Linked DNA regions of Mus musculus: region 1 is linked to region 2. Evidence: chromatin contacts called from public capture Hi-C data. All regions are on one chromosome and are shown on one strand. Each heading gives the region's core, a stretch centred on a gene start, on an enhancer-like site or on the middle of the called end of the contact. The rest is flanking DNA. Distances are from core to core; before and after follow the strand shown. Region 1 has its middle 6.9 kb from the start of Gm31135. Region 2 has its middle 23 kb from the start of Gm31401.

Region 1 (6,768 bases), core at 478-2,977, 390 kb after region 2:
GGTGTTAAACTGAACCTTTAAACACAGAAATTGCCAGCCTCTATCTGACGCAGCGTGTAAGACAAGGACACAGGTCTTGTGCAACTCTGAGGTGGGTTAAATAACTCAGACACAAAATTTATGTGCCTCGTGCCATCACGGCTTCTGACCCAATGCTGTATAGTCTGTAGTGAACGTGAGTGGCGCGCACATGTGTGTGTGTGTGTGTGTGTGTGTGTGTGTGTGTGTGTGAATGAATGTGTGATATGTTGTATGTAAAGAGTCCAAGGCAAGAATCAGTATCCTGTCCTGCCCATAGATGCACAAGCACCCAGCATCCAGAGGGTAAGGTAGTGTGTTCCTTGATGAGCGCTCTGGGAACAAGCCCAGCCTGGAAAGGGTTGAGAGCATAGGGCTGCCAGGCCAGCTCACACTCCCGAGCCAGTGAGCCTGTCCAACTAATCGGCCGGGTTTGTTTGCACAGCTTTGCTGGAGCGTTTGCAGGGATGCACCCCCAGCTCCCCGCAGAGCCTGAGAGAGAGTGGCCAGCCAAGATACCAGCGGGACCAGGATTCACCTGCATGCCCAGATACGGGCAGAAAAAACATAGCACAGTTTGTCCAAACAGCCCTGGGCGCTGCAGGATGGCTGTCCCCGAGGTCTTCCCCCAGCTTTGCTGCCAGGGGACACCAGCCAGGTTTATCTAAGGGCTGAGATACACTCTTTGAAATTCGCAGTCAGGCAGGCCTGCTGTGACCCAGGGAGGGACTTCTAGAGCTCCCCCGGGGAGCCAAGCTCTACCTGGAAACGCTTGGCAGACACATTCAATGAGGTTCCCACAGCCCACAGCCTTAGTCAGCACCTGGTCGGTGGAGTGACTCAGAAATTGGGAGCGAGGAGGGGCTTCAGGTTTTCTGAACCCACTGTCACGTACGTCACGTGATTAACCAAAGCATGAGCCTGCTCAGAACCACAGGCAGGAGCCATCTGCCTTTGTCTTGCCTTTGTTATCTTACAGAACCAGCACGGGGAGGAACAGCCTTTGACTTTCCAGATTCCCCCACCACCATCACCAACCCCCACCTCCAGCAGCAGGCTGGGTGATAACGTTTTTGATTAAGCTCTTGCACACATCAGCAAAGCCTAATTATGAAAGATCTAATAATATATCGCCGTGTTTCTCTGACAACCACGGGCGTCTCCTCTCAGCATCCTCCGAGCTATTGGAAAGGGGAGCAGACACTGACACCTCGCACTAACTGCACAGGGAGAGGGCCAGGCCTAGAACCTTCTGCACAGGACGATTGGGGTCTTTCTGCAACACCCATCTCCTGCAAGGGCAAACTTGGCTATACACAAAAAGGGATTTGTTTGATTTTGTTTTTTAAGTCGGGGGTGTGGGGTGGGGAATTAAGCGTTGTTTGGCAATTAAAATAAGTGGAATGAAGAATCATCTCATTAGCATTCCTCCAGTGGCAAAGGATGTTCAAACCTTGCGACCCTGGCGGTAAGATGCCTCACACTGCCGCTGCTTTATGTATAGCTAAAAATACATTCGGTGACACTTTAACCGGCAAGAGAAAGCACTCCGTTTCTCTATACATATGGAAATAAGCTCTCTCCGGAGACACCTGGAACAATGGCGGCAAAATCTATATCAAAAGAGACGCAGCCTCTGCACAGCTTTCCTTTGTGCCCAGAATGCTTGTGGCAGCCCTGAGTTCATGGATTTCTACCGTGGTGCAATTTAAAACAAATGATGCTTGCTTACCTCCAACCCCCACCTCCCTGCAGGCAGCTTGCCTGCGTGTGCAGGCAGTATACCAGGGGGTCCTTCACAGAGGAATTTGCCACATACACTTGACACTTGATCAAAGCAGGGGCATTTGTCTCCCTGAAACAAAACTGCAAACACCAAAGGCCCTGGCCCCATGATGCTCCTGGGTCTTCCTGCACAGCCTTTGTGACCACGGTTCAATTTTGTCCTCTGACAATCCTTCAAATTACACTTTCCAGGAAAAGAAAATAAAAAATCATGAGTTTTTTTTTTTTTCTGCAGAATTATGAGGGCATCCAGGAGACTAGTCTCATCTACTAAGTTCCAGGACAGTGGCAAAGAGGAGACTCTAGCCTCCCTAGACCTCTGGCTTGTAAGAGAATCCCTACCCGCTTGTCTCCTGTCTCCAATACCACCGGCCTGGTGACTTCTGGGTCCTGAAAACAACAGATTTGGCTACAGCTGGAGGACGTTTTCCCACTCTGGTGTCCAGCTGTGGACGTCATTCTGTGACCACGTAGCCAGGCTCTCTTTCATTTTATGAAGGTCGTGTGTCTTTTCATTTCCTCCCCTGATTCCCAGTCCTGAGGCTGGCTGCGTGGGCTGGTGGCAAAGGCCTTGCCTAGCAAGAACAAGGCCTGGCTTCCATCCTCAATATGGAGAAAGGGAAGAGGGAGGAGAGAGTCCTAGTGCAGCTCTTACATTTGATGTTACTTTCTCTGTCCTGTCTCCATCATGCCGCTCTTCTTTCCTCCCCTACTTTTTCTCCAGTTGGACAAACAGCTGAAGTTCCCTGTACGTTATCATTATCAGGCCAGAGCTGCACTTGGTAAGCTTGGGCTTCTCCATTTCCCCCTGATAGATTAACAGTGTCTAGCCCAGAAACCATCTTTAAATTCCTGACAAGTTCCCAAGGCGAATGTGGAGTCTTGTTTTCCCCTAGGTAAGCTCACAGTCCATTAACCTACCCAGGGCAATGGGCACTGGCCACCCAGAGTCTCCCTGACAGCAAGGTAGAAATCATTTCTGTGATCAAGGTCTGATATCTCACCTCTAAACCTGTGTGGTGAGGGTGGCTGGTCTGCAGGAAGTGCCTCCGAAAAGGAGTTAACCATATCATTCAATTTCCTGTTGCTTTGTTTCTCTCCGCCTGATAAGCCTTTATCAGACCAAAATGAAACTTCGCTCTGATCTGGAGCTGGGCAGCTCGGTAGACACATACATACCTTTGATAGCTCCCCTCTTGGGAAGCAGGGGAGTCTAATTGATAAAGTACGAAAACCTGAAACTGGAGCCCAGAAGTCTAGACACAGTGTGAGCCGACAAATTGTAACCCAATGGTTTAGCTTTGACGCTCACTTCAGACAGGAGGAACTGAAGAGTTTACTGTCCTGGGCTTAGCTACCTGTATAAACTGAGGCAAAACAGAAAGATACAATAAGAAATGTTGGCCAGTGTCACTTCTGAAAACTCTCTGAAAAAAATCAGAAATTTAAATTAAAGTTAAATTTACTTAAAAAGTAAATTAGTATACACACACACACACACACTTCCCATGCCTTTTCCCCACCTAAGATCATTTTGTAAAATTTGGGATATTGGTAAGATAATTAATAGGCAGTTCATAAATTTTACAATTACCTATCAAAAGGAGATAAGAACCTCAAATGGTAAAAAAAAAAAAAAAAATTACCAAGTGTTTTGGGATGTGGTTTGACAGCTTCTTATACAATTACATATATATTTGTTTAAAATCTTAAAACTGTTTTCACTGTGTGTCTGTGTGCAAGGACAGGAGCACACCTCACTTCACACCTGTAGACAGTCAACAACAGCATGCAGGAGTGTGTGCTCTCCCTCCACGTGGAATCAGAGTCAGGTGTCAGGCTTGCTAGCAAGTGCCTTTACTCACTGAGCCATCTTGCTGGCCCTAATTACACCTTTTGATCTGACTTTTGAGGTCCTGGCCATTTACCTAAAGGAAAACATACACATACATCCTCACAGAACCTGAGCAGAATTACTTTACAGCAGTGACTTTCTCCAGAATTTCCAAGCAATGGAAGAAATCCAGATACGCTGCAGTCAGTGAGTGAACAGACAAGCTGTGCTATATGCAGGCAAGGAAGCATGACTTAGCAGTAAAAAGAGAAAGATGTTCTCAAGCCACAAAAAGACATGGAGGGACTTTCAGTGTTCATGGCTGGATGCAACAGACAACCTCAAAAGAGAGTGTGCTGCGTGCTTCCTCTTACACATTCTACAATCAGGAAAGCTAAGGAGACAACAAAAAGTCTAGTTCCCATGGTGCAAGGGGATGAAATCTGAATAGGTGAATACTGGGGAACTTCCAGGCAGTAGGGTAGATAAGTAGTGATGGATACATGGTGTTACACATGTGTCAAAGTCCTCAGAATGTAAGCAGAGCGAAGGCTAATGGAAACTATGTAACTATGATGCATTAACTCTTCACAAGTAGAACATACAACCAGCCATAATAACAAGAGAAATAATCTAGGCGGAGGGGGTGGGGTGGGGAGTCTACCTGCTACTTGATGTTTCTGTAAATCAGATCCCAAGCAGAGATGATAGCTCAGTGGGCAAGCTGCTTGCCACTCCAGCCTAGCCACCTGCGTTGGAATCTCCAGAATCCAGGAAAAAGCCACGTGCAGTAGCACACACCTGTTATCTGATGTGTCGGTGGTGGTTGGGTGACTGGGACAAGATCGTCTCCAGATGCTCAAGAGTCTTATGCAGCAGCAAAGAAACCTGTCTCAAGCACGGTGAGGACTGCTTCCTGAAGGCTGTGCTCTGACCTCCTCAGACATATCCTGGTGCACAGACACCCACATTCACACACATATGGGCACACATACACAGCTCTCTCCTCTCCTCCCCTCCCCTCCCATACCCTCCCCTCTCCTCTTCCTCCTCCTCCTCTTCTTCATCTTCTTCCTCCTCCTCCTCTCTCTCTCTCCTCTTTCACTGTCTCCTCTCTTTCTCCTCTCTCTCACTCTTTCCTTTTTCCTCTCCCCTCTGTCTCCTCTCTCACCTCATTCTCCTCCTCCTCCTCTCTCTCTCTCTCTCTCTCTCTCTCTCTCTCTCTCTCTCTCTCTCTCTCTCTCTCTCTCTCACCCAATCTCTCTCATACACATACACTTATCAATTATTTTAAGAAGACACACTAAAGATATTCGAGGTGATTAAAGGTATCTATGGATTTTACACAAACATGCCTTCAGTGGCTGAGTACATTTTGTATATATACTTTTCAGTCTAAGGATTATAGACTATTTTTTTTCATTCACAAACTCTTTAAGCATTCATATTGGGGAAACAGTAACATTTATCCCCAAACATTTTATTCTTAGAATGAAAGAGGAAAACTCTTAGTTTCCAAGTGAGTTAGTCACCCCAGTTCACCGCCCCAGTGTAGGCCAGCAAATGAGCTGTTCCACTCACCCCTGTTAAATCAGCCCTACTGAGACAGCTTATTACTTTGTAGACACAACCTTACCAAGGATGCTCTTGACCCCATTCTCCTCTCCAGTGATGGATTATCATCCATCATCCAGACTGACCTACTATTACCCTTAATCAGTGAGTCCTAGGGGCCAATCTGATGATGGGTCATCAAAAAGCAACTTAAGCTAGGAACCCTTCACTGGCACGGGATGGCAGCGTTCTCCAGGGCTATCTCAAAGGCTATCTCCTTGATGTGGGTGTCACTACCCCGAGTTGAAAAGGAAGAAGCTAAAATATTCATGGCATCTCCTATTTTCTGTCTTCAACATTGAATTTAACATTTTTTTCGAGGGAAAACAAAAACAGATCGATGCCAGGATCTTTTTCTAAAACCATTGACACAGATCACAATATCTTCTTTACTGTAATTAAATGAGTTAATTCTCTGTTGGAAAAGAGAGAAATGCCACTTTAATACAAAATGCACCCAGGACTGACATTACAGAAGTTGAAAATGCATTGGACACTTTGAGTGTAGTGCACTGAAGCAAAGCAAGACTGTAGACACCGAGCTAGCATCTGCAGAGATAGGAGGGGATGGGGGTAGGGGCGGTAAGGAGAGAAAGACTGGGAAAGGAGATAGGGCAAGACAGAGAGACAGGAAGATCTTCACATGGCCACAAGTAGGCCAGAAGGCTGTTGTACGAATGTGTCCTCTAAAGGTGTGTGGTGGAAACCCAAGTCCCAGTGCCACACAATGGCCTCTAATGAGGGGTGGTTAGTGATCAGGACCAAGGAAAAGGACCACATCAGCTGATGTGGTGCGTAATTTACCTTTCCCCTCGCTGTGTCTAAATATGGAAAAGGCAACTTAACGGAACGATTTGAGACAGAGTCATGACAGGGAGGCGTGGCAGTGTAAATGTGGGGCTGGGATCCCTCACGTCGCCACCCCCTCTGAAAGCAGAAGTGTAACTGACCATAAAAACCTTTGTGACGCCCCCTAGTGGTAGCGTGCCCTAAAAGCTTCAACGTGGAGGATATACTTTCTCTCTCCCTCCTGACCTCCCTCCTCTCCCATTCATACCTCTAGAAACTGTGAGATGAAAACTTCTGTTCTCTGTAACTTACCCAGTCTCAAGGATTCTGTCATAGCTGCATAAAAAAAGACTCTTTGAAAAGAAATTCATCCACATTTTTTCATTTATTTTATGTGTATCTTGTGTGTATGAGAGTGTATGCATGTATGTATGTATATTATATGCATGCCTGGTGTTCAAAGAGGCCAGAAGACGGTTCAGAATTTTTAGAACTGTAGTTACAGTTAGTGGTAATCCACTATGTGGGTCCTGGGGAGGGAACTGCGGTCCTCTACCAGTGCTCTTAGCAGCTGAACTATCTCCCTAGCTTCCATTTACAGATGTCCACTTATCCACCTCAGCATTAGGATTTTTTGGAAGGCATGACCGAAGGAATTCCATAATTATTTTTATCCAATTATTTTTTATTTTTCTCAGATTCTGCTGCCTGAAGACACAAAGGCTCTG
Region 2 (7,312 bases), core at 1,050-3,549:
TGTGCACCCTATGTTCATTCCTGACTTTGATTTGACCACCTGTACTGTGACACTGTGTCCAACCACTGGCAAAGAGAGTCAATTTGAGCATAAGAAAACATCCAAGTGTGGCTGGGTTCTGCAGAGGAAGGGAGCCTTTCCAAGGATCACGTAATACGATACGTGTGCCCACTCTTGGGGATGGAAGCCAGTTATATATTCAAGCTTTTACTATTTTTTTTAAGCAGAAACAGAGATGCGATGAGTCCAACTCATAAAAATTCAAGAGAATATATATATATATATATATATATATATATATATATATATATATTTTAACAGATGTGGTGGCCTGCTATTTCAAACAGCTGAATGAGAGCAACTTGGCGCATAAGCCAAGCTCCCTGACTGCCTCTCTGAAGCCAATCATATAAATGATTTTAATTGCCACTGCATAAGTGGGAACTATTGAACAATTATTTGGATGTTATCATGCTTTTGCTGGTACTTCTGGCTCCCCACACAAAGGCTATTATAGGCACCATTTCACACTTTACACTTTCATTGGCCTGACAGGCAGCCTCTGTGGGTATCAGCCGCATGGGTCCAACTTTAAGGCACCTGTCATTGTCCCTACCAGCACATATGCATGCCTCATTCGACCTCACCCTTCTCGTTGTGATGGATAGAAAGGAGGGAATGTGATAAACTCACAGAGCTGTGCATGATTTATGGTCCCTCCCAGCAGTGTTTGCATTTTATAGGGGTCAAGTGTGCAAAGCCTTCATCTCTTGGGTTGGAATTTCAGGCATGATTGGCAGAGCAGAGTTGGGGAATGAAGTCCTAGCCCCTCCCAGTCCCACCCTACAGACAGCACTAGGCTGGGCCTGCAGGTGAGGACAGCTCTGCAGATTGCCCTGAGATGAGTTGCAAATGAAGAGGCCATTTTAAATGCTTCTTTTATAAAGAAAGACACACACACACAGGCACACACGCATGTGTGTATGTATGTTTAATATTTTCTACCTTTCTCACACCTCCTTGCTCCCTATTTCCATTGCTGAGTCATGTTCGCATGTACACATCCCCTACACAGTCTGTTCAAACTAAAATTCTCTCCCATGCTTACCTCCTTACCCTACACTGCTGAGTCTGGAGAAATGTCTGTTAGCACCTGACTCCTCCCATTCGGGGATTCTGCCCTTCCCAACTCTCTGCTCCAAATGGTTTGCACAGATAACTTCATTGCTCACTCAGACACTAGACTGAGTCTTATGTTCAACTGCCACATTCTCCCAGGACTTGTTTCTTGGCCAATCTCTCTGAAACAGCACAGGGCTTTTCCCAGCCTTTCTCATGCTGCTCCACGTTTCCCTGCTAGGATGGTTTATTAATATGTCTTTCTCCCAGTAGAACAGGAACAGAAGAACTATCGTTGCTCATTTTCTCGCTCTTTAATGCTCATGCCTAACACATAGTGGATGTTTCATAAGAGCTGATTAGTGAACTAATGAACATATTTGTATGCACAACTCATGCTGAAGCCAATTTTTAACCCTTACCATGGTCTGGTGAGGAGGCATCTGACACGTTAGGGCAGTTTTTTCAAAGTAATGAAGCAATCATGCTGGGGTCCTGATACAGTAGGTTTTCTAGGCTCTGACATTTGCACTCCTACCTACTAAACGTGCAAATACAGAGATGAGATGAAATGAATGACAGGATGTAACACACACATACACACATACAGTGCCTTCTGGTATAATGCCTTCTTTAATACAGAGAAGAGATGAAACACAGGACATGACATACATACATTAAATACAATACATACATATGTAGGTACGTACATACATACATACATACATACATACGTAGGTACGTACAGTGTCTTTGGGTACAATCACTTGTTTGGAGGCATTTAGTTTCTAAGAATCCAAATTAAAATAGAAAACTATTCAAAACTGCAAATTTTCTCCATCTAAAGAATATAGGGTCTAAGTGTGGTTACAGGTTTCTGGGGAAAAGAGAGATGGTTTGCAGGCAGGGGCCTGTGAGAATGTACTTTAGCAGAGGTGGGGAAGTGTGGAGCAAAGGAATAAAACAGAGAAAATGAAAGGAAGAAAAGAAACAGCTTCCCCTACCAGATGCATAGAACTGTCAAATACGGCAAAGCCTGTAAAATGGTCCTCTGCTGTAGGCCATAGAAGAGGACTGTAATAAACTGACCCATAAAAAGTCATGTAAACATTATAACCTGTTTTTACTAGGTCTTTAAGCACGGGGAGCAATTGATCTAAACCAGCTTGGCTCTCCTAGGTTCCTGAGTCTCCGTGAGAATCCAGTCTCCAACATGGGTGTTCAAATGCCTCTGGCACTAAAAGCCAAAAATAGGAGTGAGCTAGAAAATTGCAGCTATTTAGTTATTTGCCCTAGGCAGAGGGTTGATATTTCCTAAGAGCAAAACATCTAAAAAGAGAAGTCTAAAGCAAATGTCCCTATTCAGTAGCATGGGATACTCTTACTCTCTGTATCTCTGCCTGAAAACACACACACACACACACACACACACACACACACACACACAAACCTTTGTGATTGCAAGATGCCTCTGTGAGCTGTTCCCAACTATCTGAGAACATCAGTATTGGGTGAGAGTTGGCACATCCATGCCTCAGGAAAGATCAGTGCAGACTGTCTCTCTCTACAGCCCTAACACTTTAAGTATGAAATATAAATGTGGAAATTTCAAGTAAGATTTTTACAGGTGTCAACATGAACAGTCATTCCATTACCTCCTTGAGGAATGCTTGTTAAGCCACTCTTGAAAATATCCCTTTCTCTTTCTAAATTCCTAGAATCTAAATGCAGGGAAGGCTAAGGGCAATTAGGCACGGAGCCTACAGCTACGTTTGCAAGCTGTAAATTTTCAGTCTTGTTTTTGATTGAGTTAATGTCAGTTCAGAAAAAGATGGTCAGGCAGCCAGGAACACAGTTTTGCTGGTCCTTTGAGAGACAGTTGACAAGCGTGAAAACTCTAAGAGGACATATCCAAGCAGAACAAAACATCTCCATCTCACATTGAACTTGACTGCCACTGCTAGGCCACTCATGGTCTGGTTGGCAGTCACTCTGTACCATAATATGGTGGATGGACTGATTAAGGCTGGCTAACATTTCAGTTCCATGAAGCAAACACACCTCTGTAGCTTCCTATGAAAAGCCAAGACTTGCTACCTCACTTCTAAGCTGAAGAATGGTGACGATTATGCTCAAGAAACGTATCCAAGTTGGGGACATCCAAGGGAGGACAGGAGTCAGCCTCTATTTGGAAAACATCTACTGGCTGCCCTAGACAAGAGGTTTCTGTGTTCTTAACATCAGATATGTGAAACACCAATGTTGAGAGTGCTTCTTAAGTAGTCACAGAAAATTTGCCATTAGGTAGAAAAAGTAAAAGGAAATTGGAAGTGAGATTTACTTTTCTTATTTAAAATTATAATTTGCAAGAATTTCCCCAAATTTGAAGACACTGAAGTTTGCTTAATGCATATGTTTCACATAAATATGTTATTAATTGAGATGGCAACTCTCCGAAAGGAAGATTTACATTTGAGATTTTTTTTTTAAATCATAGAAACCTGAATGCATTTTAAGCACCCCCCAAGAATTTAGCAACATACTGGATTTAAAGAAAGGAAGTGAATAGCTCCCATCTTCTGGGAGGAACTCAAATGCTACATGCAACTCTTCAAATCCTAAACAGAAATTCAGAAAGAACATCAGATATTTCATGTTTGGTGTCTGCAGATCATGCAAATAAGCATCTGATCACCAACATAATCCCTGGAAGTTGGCTCATCCTGGCACTTTCTCCTTTTGAGGATATGCAAAGCTGAGGGAGAGTTAACTTTTTACCAAGCCTGTGTAGTAAAGTCTTCCATTTCCTTGCAATATGAAAATTTGCAAAACATTCTTTGTCCCATCTTTCTGGTTCCCGTTCCTAGTCCTGCAGCTCTCCTTTCATCTGTCTGTCCTTCTTGAAAGATATAAATCAAGAAAGGACAGCAGCCATTCCTGTCACAGTAACCAAATGCCTCACCGAAACAACCTAAGGAAGATAATTTTATTTTGGCTGAGAGTTTCAAAGGGTGTCTGGCTTTGTTTGTATTGCTGGGATTAAAAAAAAACAAAAAAAAACAAACAAAAAAAAAATTCCAAACAAAGCAACTAAGGGAGGAAAGATTTTTTTGTTTGACCTATGCTTCCTGGTCATAATCCATCACTGAGGCAAGTTGGTGCAGAAATCCAAGGCAAGTGAGCTGCTTGTTGGATGGTTTCCAAGCTGATATTTAGCTAGCTTTCATACAAGGTCCAGGACTGCCTGACTAGGGATAAGCTGCCCATGATGCCTGGCCTCTGTCACATCAATTAACAATCAAGACTATCCTTCGTAGACATGACATGAGTCAATCTGGCCTGGGCAATCCCTCAGCTGTGGTCACCTTTTCAGATTACTCTAGGTTGTGTTAAGTTGATAATTAAAATTAACTATGGCAGAGGGATTGGAACACCATGAAGAAGACAGCGTGGCAATATCAGTAGGGAAGTGGTCCTCACATTTTAGCAGATGAGAAAACAGCAAGAGTTACCTCCAACCAGATATGTTTATAACTTAAAAAGTCCACCCTTAAGGACTCACCTGTGGCCAGGCCCCATAGCCTCCCAATGCAGAATTAGTAGCCTTGGACCAAGTATTCAGACACAAGACCTAGAAGTACTTCCCATTCAAACCACAACAGAAGGGTCACCTCTCCATCACTGGGCATTCTCCAAGCTTTCCGTTCTTTCCCATGCTATGCACTGTACCAATAAGAATCCTTGAAGAGTGTGGTATTCTTTCTAGGAAGACTTGTAGTCTTAAGAAAAAAGAAGTGTATCATTATCCCTATCAAGCAGAAAGACATACCTAAGAGGACAGAGAACAAGCAACATAAGCATTTGTGACTCCAGATATAACACCCTAAGGTACCTACCTGTTCATTTATCTTTTCAAGGGCATGAATACAGAACATCCTAAAGTATAGTCATAGTTCTGTTTATTTTTGTGTTTTTGTGAAATCAGGAGACTTTCTCAATTATCAGAGCTCATGAGATGGCAGTGAAGGCTAAGGAAGGCAATGTGGGCATAGCACAGCAGCAACCTGAGAACATTCCTTATGGACATGAAGCTTGGGTGCAATGGTGGACAGACAGCCAGACATTGACAAATGATTGTTATTTTCTTACTTAGGAAGGAAGCTATGGTTCATTTTTCTTGGTTATAACACTTGGTTTTCATCGTGACTGTATCTGGAATCTACTAAGCAAACATGTGAGAAAATTGCTGATTGATTGGGTTATTTGAAGTAAGAAGAACTACCCTAAATGTAGGTAGCATCTTCCAGTGGAGGGAGGTGCAGAAAGAAGGGTGGGCTTTGCCTTTTTGCCTTAATGCTTGCTGGCAAGTTCATCTACTCTAATGCTGGCACTTCTGAATTACCTCACTGATACTGTAACCCATCTTCTTCAGCCCTCCAATGTGAACTGAAGAGCACTGGTCCTCCAGGAATGCTCCAGACCTTCAATCATAAACTGGATCTGCTATGACACTCAGCCTCATGGATTTAGCAATTTCTAGGCTTTCTCTAGTATGAGACATCTATAGTTGGACTAACTAGATCCTAGCAGAGAGTGAAATCTAATAAATCTCTCTTTAATATAAATTCATTGTGTCAATTCCATTTCTTTCGTCTGACTAATATAACAATATACCTGAAACCTGGCAAGTCTCTTCTTCAAAATGCTAGTTTGCTTGGCTTATTTTTCTGTAGGCTATGAATTCTGAGATGATAGTGCCCACTACTGTACTTGGCCAAAACCTTCTTACTATGTCATTTTATAGCAGAGGCATCTCAGGGCAAGACAGAAGATAATACAAGTTTAGTTCTTTCCATTCTTATAAAACCACTGATGCCACCATGAGAATTTCACCTTTGATACCATGTCTCAGTTTAGTAACTGCTACTGCCCCATACCAATTAACACTGAGGGGTTCAATTACAATCACAAATCCCTCTGGTGAACTGAGGGATAAGGTTGCCAAAACAGCATTTAAGGGGCAAATAGGAATCCTAGCATATGCACCCTAAAGAAATCTATTCATAGTCTCTTTGCCAGTGTTACAGAGGAGAGATTGAAGAACAAGAAAATGATGGTACAATCAGAAAAGCTCACCTACTGTTCAAAATGCAAGGGAATTCTGGCTCAATGATACCCCATTGATCAAAGACTGCTATGTTACAATTAAAAAAATATTGAACAGTGGGCTGAAAAGATGACTCAGTTGCAAGCATGAGTACCTGAGTTCAATGCCCAGACTCATCTACCTGCCAACACATACAAAAGACAAGAGTGGACATATATTTTGCACCCACAGCTCTAAAGAAGTAGAAACAGAAGGATTCTGGAAAAGTCTGGTAACTCAGCCTAGTCTACTTGGTGAGTTCCAGGCCAATAAAAGACTCATTCCCACAAAATAACAATATACAGTATCCGAGGAAAGGCAGATGTGGTCCTCCTCTAGGATCTACATTTGTGTATACACACCTATACATACAGATGTGCATGTGTATGCACATATATGTGCACAAAGAGTAATTTTCAACAAAGCATGCCAGCTAGATATTTCTGATACCTGAACTAAGTGACAATTTTTATTCTTCCACATTTCATCATGTTTTAAAGGGGTTATATTTATTTCATTATCATGTATATATAGTTGTATGTGAGAGTGTGAACATGTTGATGCCACACAATTTATACAGAGATCAGAGAACAACTAATGGGGGTCAGTTTTCTCCATATACATGTATTTCATTATACTCGGGTCATGAGGTTTGTGTAGACAGTCCTTTCATCTGCCCTAATACCCTTAATTTTTGCTTCCAGTTATTTCTGTAGTCTGTGTGGTTTTTTTTTTAAAGTTATCCTTCTTATGAATGATGGCTAGAAAATAAATCTTGTTGAGGCAACCCTGATACATACATCATGAATTACAGCACTGAGGAAACAAATACTCACAGGCTAGAGTTGTCAACCTTCCGGGGCTGAAAACTTGTGGTCAGTTACCTCAGCAAGGACAGATTTTGATTGCTTCCTGTAGACTGTGGACTGGAAGCACTGTACATGGAGATTTCTAGAGCATTTAGCAGAACTTTAAAATTAGGGAAAATCGTCATACCATTGATTGACGGGCAAGGGCCAAAGGATATGATGCCTTGTCATCACTGCT

The links. Capture Hi-C pulls out chosen DNA fragments and counts their contacts.
Region 1: a contact with region 2 is called in a capture Hi-C map of embryonic tail, with 2.9 times the contacts expected there. The contact joins two enhancer-like sites. A contact is called at or near these places in 1 of 484 Hi-C or Micro-C datasets (cortical neurons) and 1 of 9 other capture datasets (embryonic tail).

Annotation. Positions count from the first base shown.
Region 1 is chr8:8,488,279-8,495,046 of GRCm38.p6, forward strand. No RefSeq gene overlaps it. Among named protein-coding and RNA genes, the nearest start is that of Gm31135, 6.9 kb to the left of the region's middle. RefSeq lists an enhancer at 1-3,061. Within about 2 kb of position 1,728, at least 74 of the 459 cell types and tissues checked have an H3K27ac peak or open chromatin away from gene starts, as enhancers often do. A contact at or near this core is called in embryonic tail, where this site is marked.
Region 2 is chr8:8,101,447-8,108,758 of GRCm38.p6, forward strand. No RefSeq gene overlaps it. Among named protein-coding and RNA genes, the nearest start is that of Gm31401, 23 kb to the left of the region's middle. Within about 2 kb of position 2,300, at least 14 of the 459 cell types and tissues checked have an H3K27ac peak or open chromatin away from gene starts, as enhancers often do. A contact at or near this core is called in embryonic tail, where this site is marked.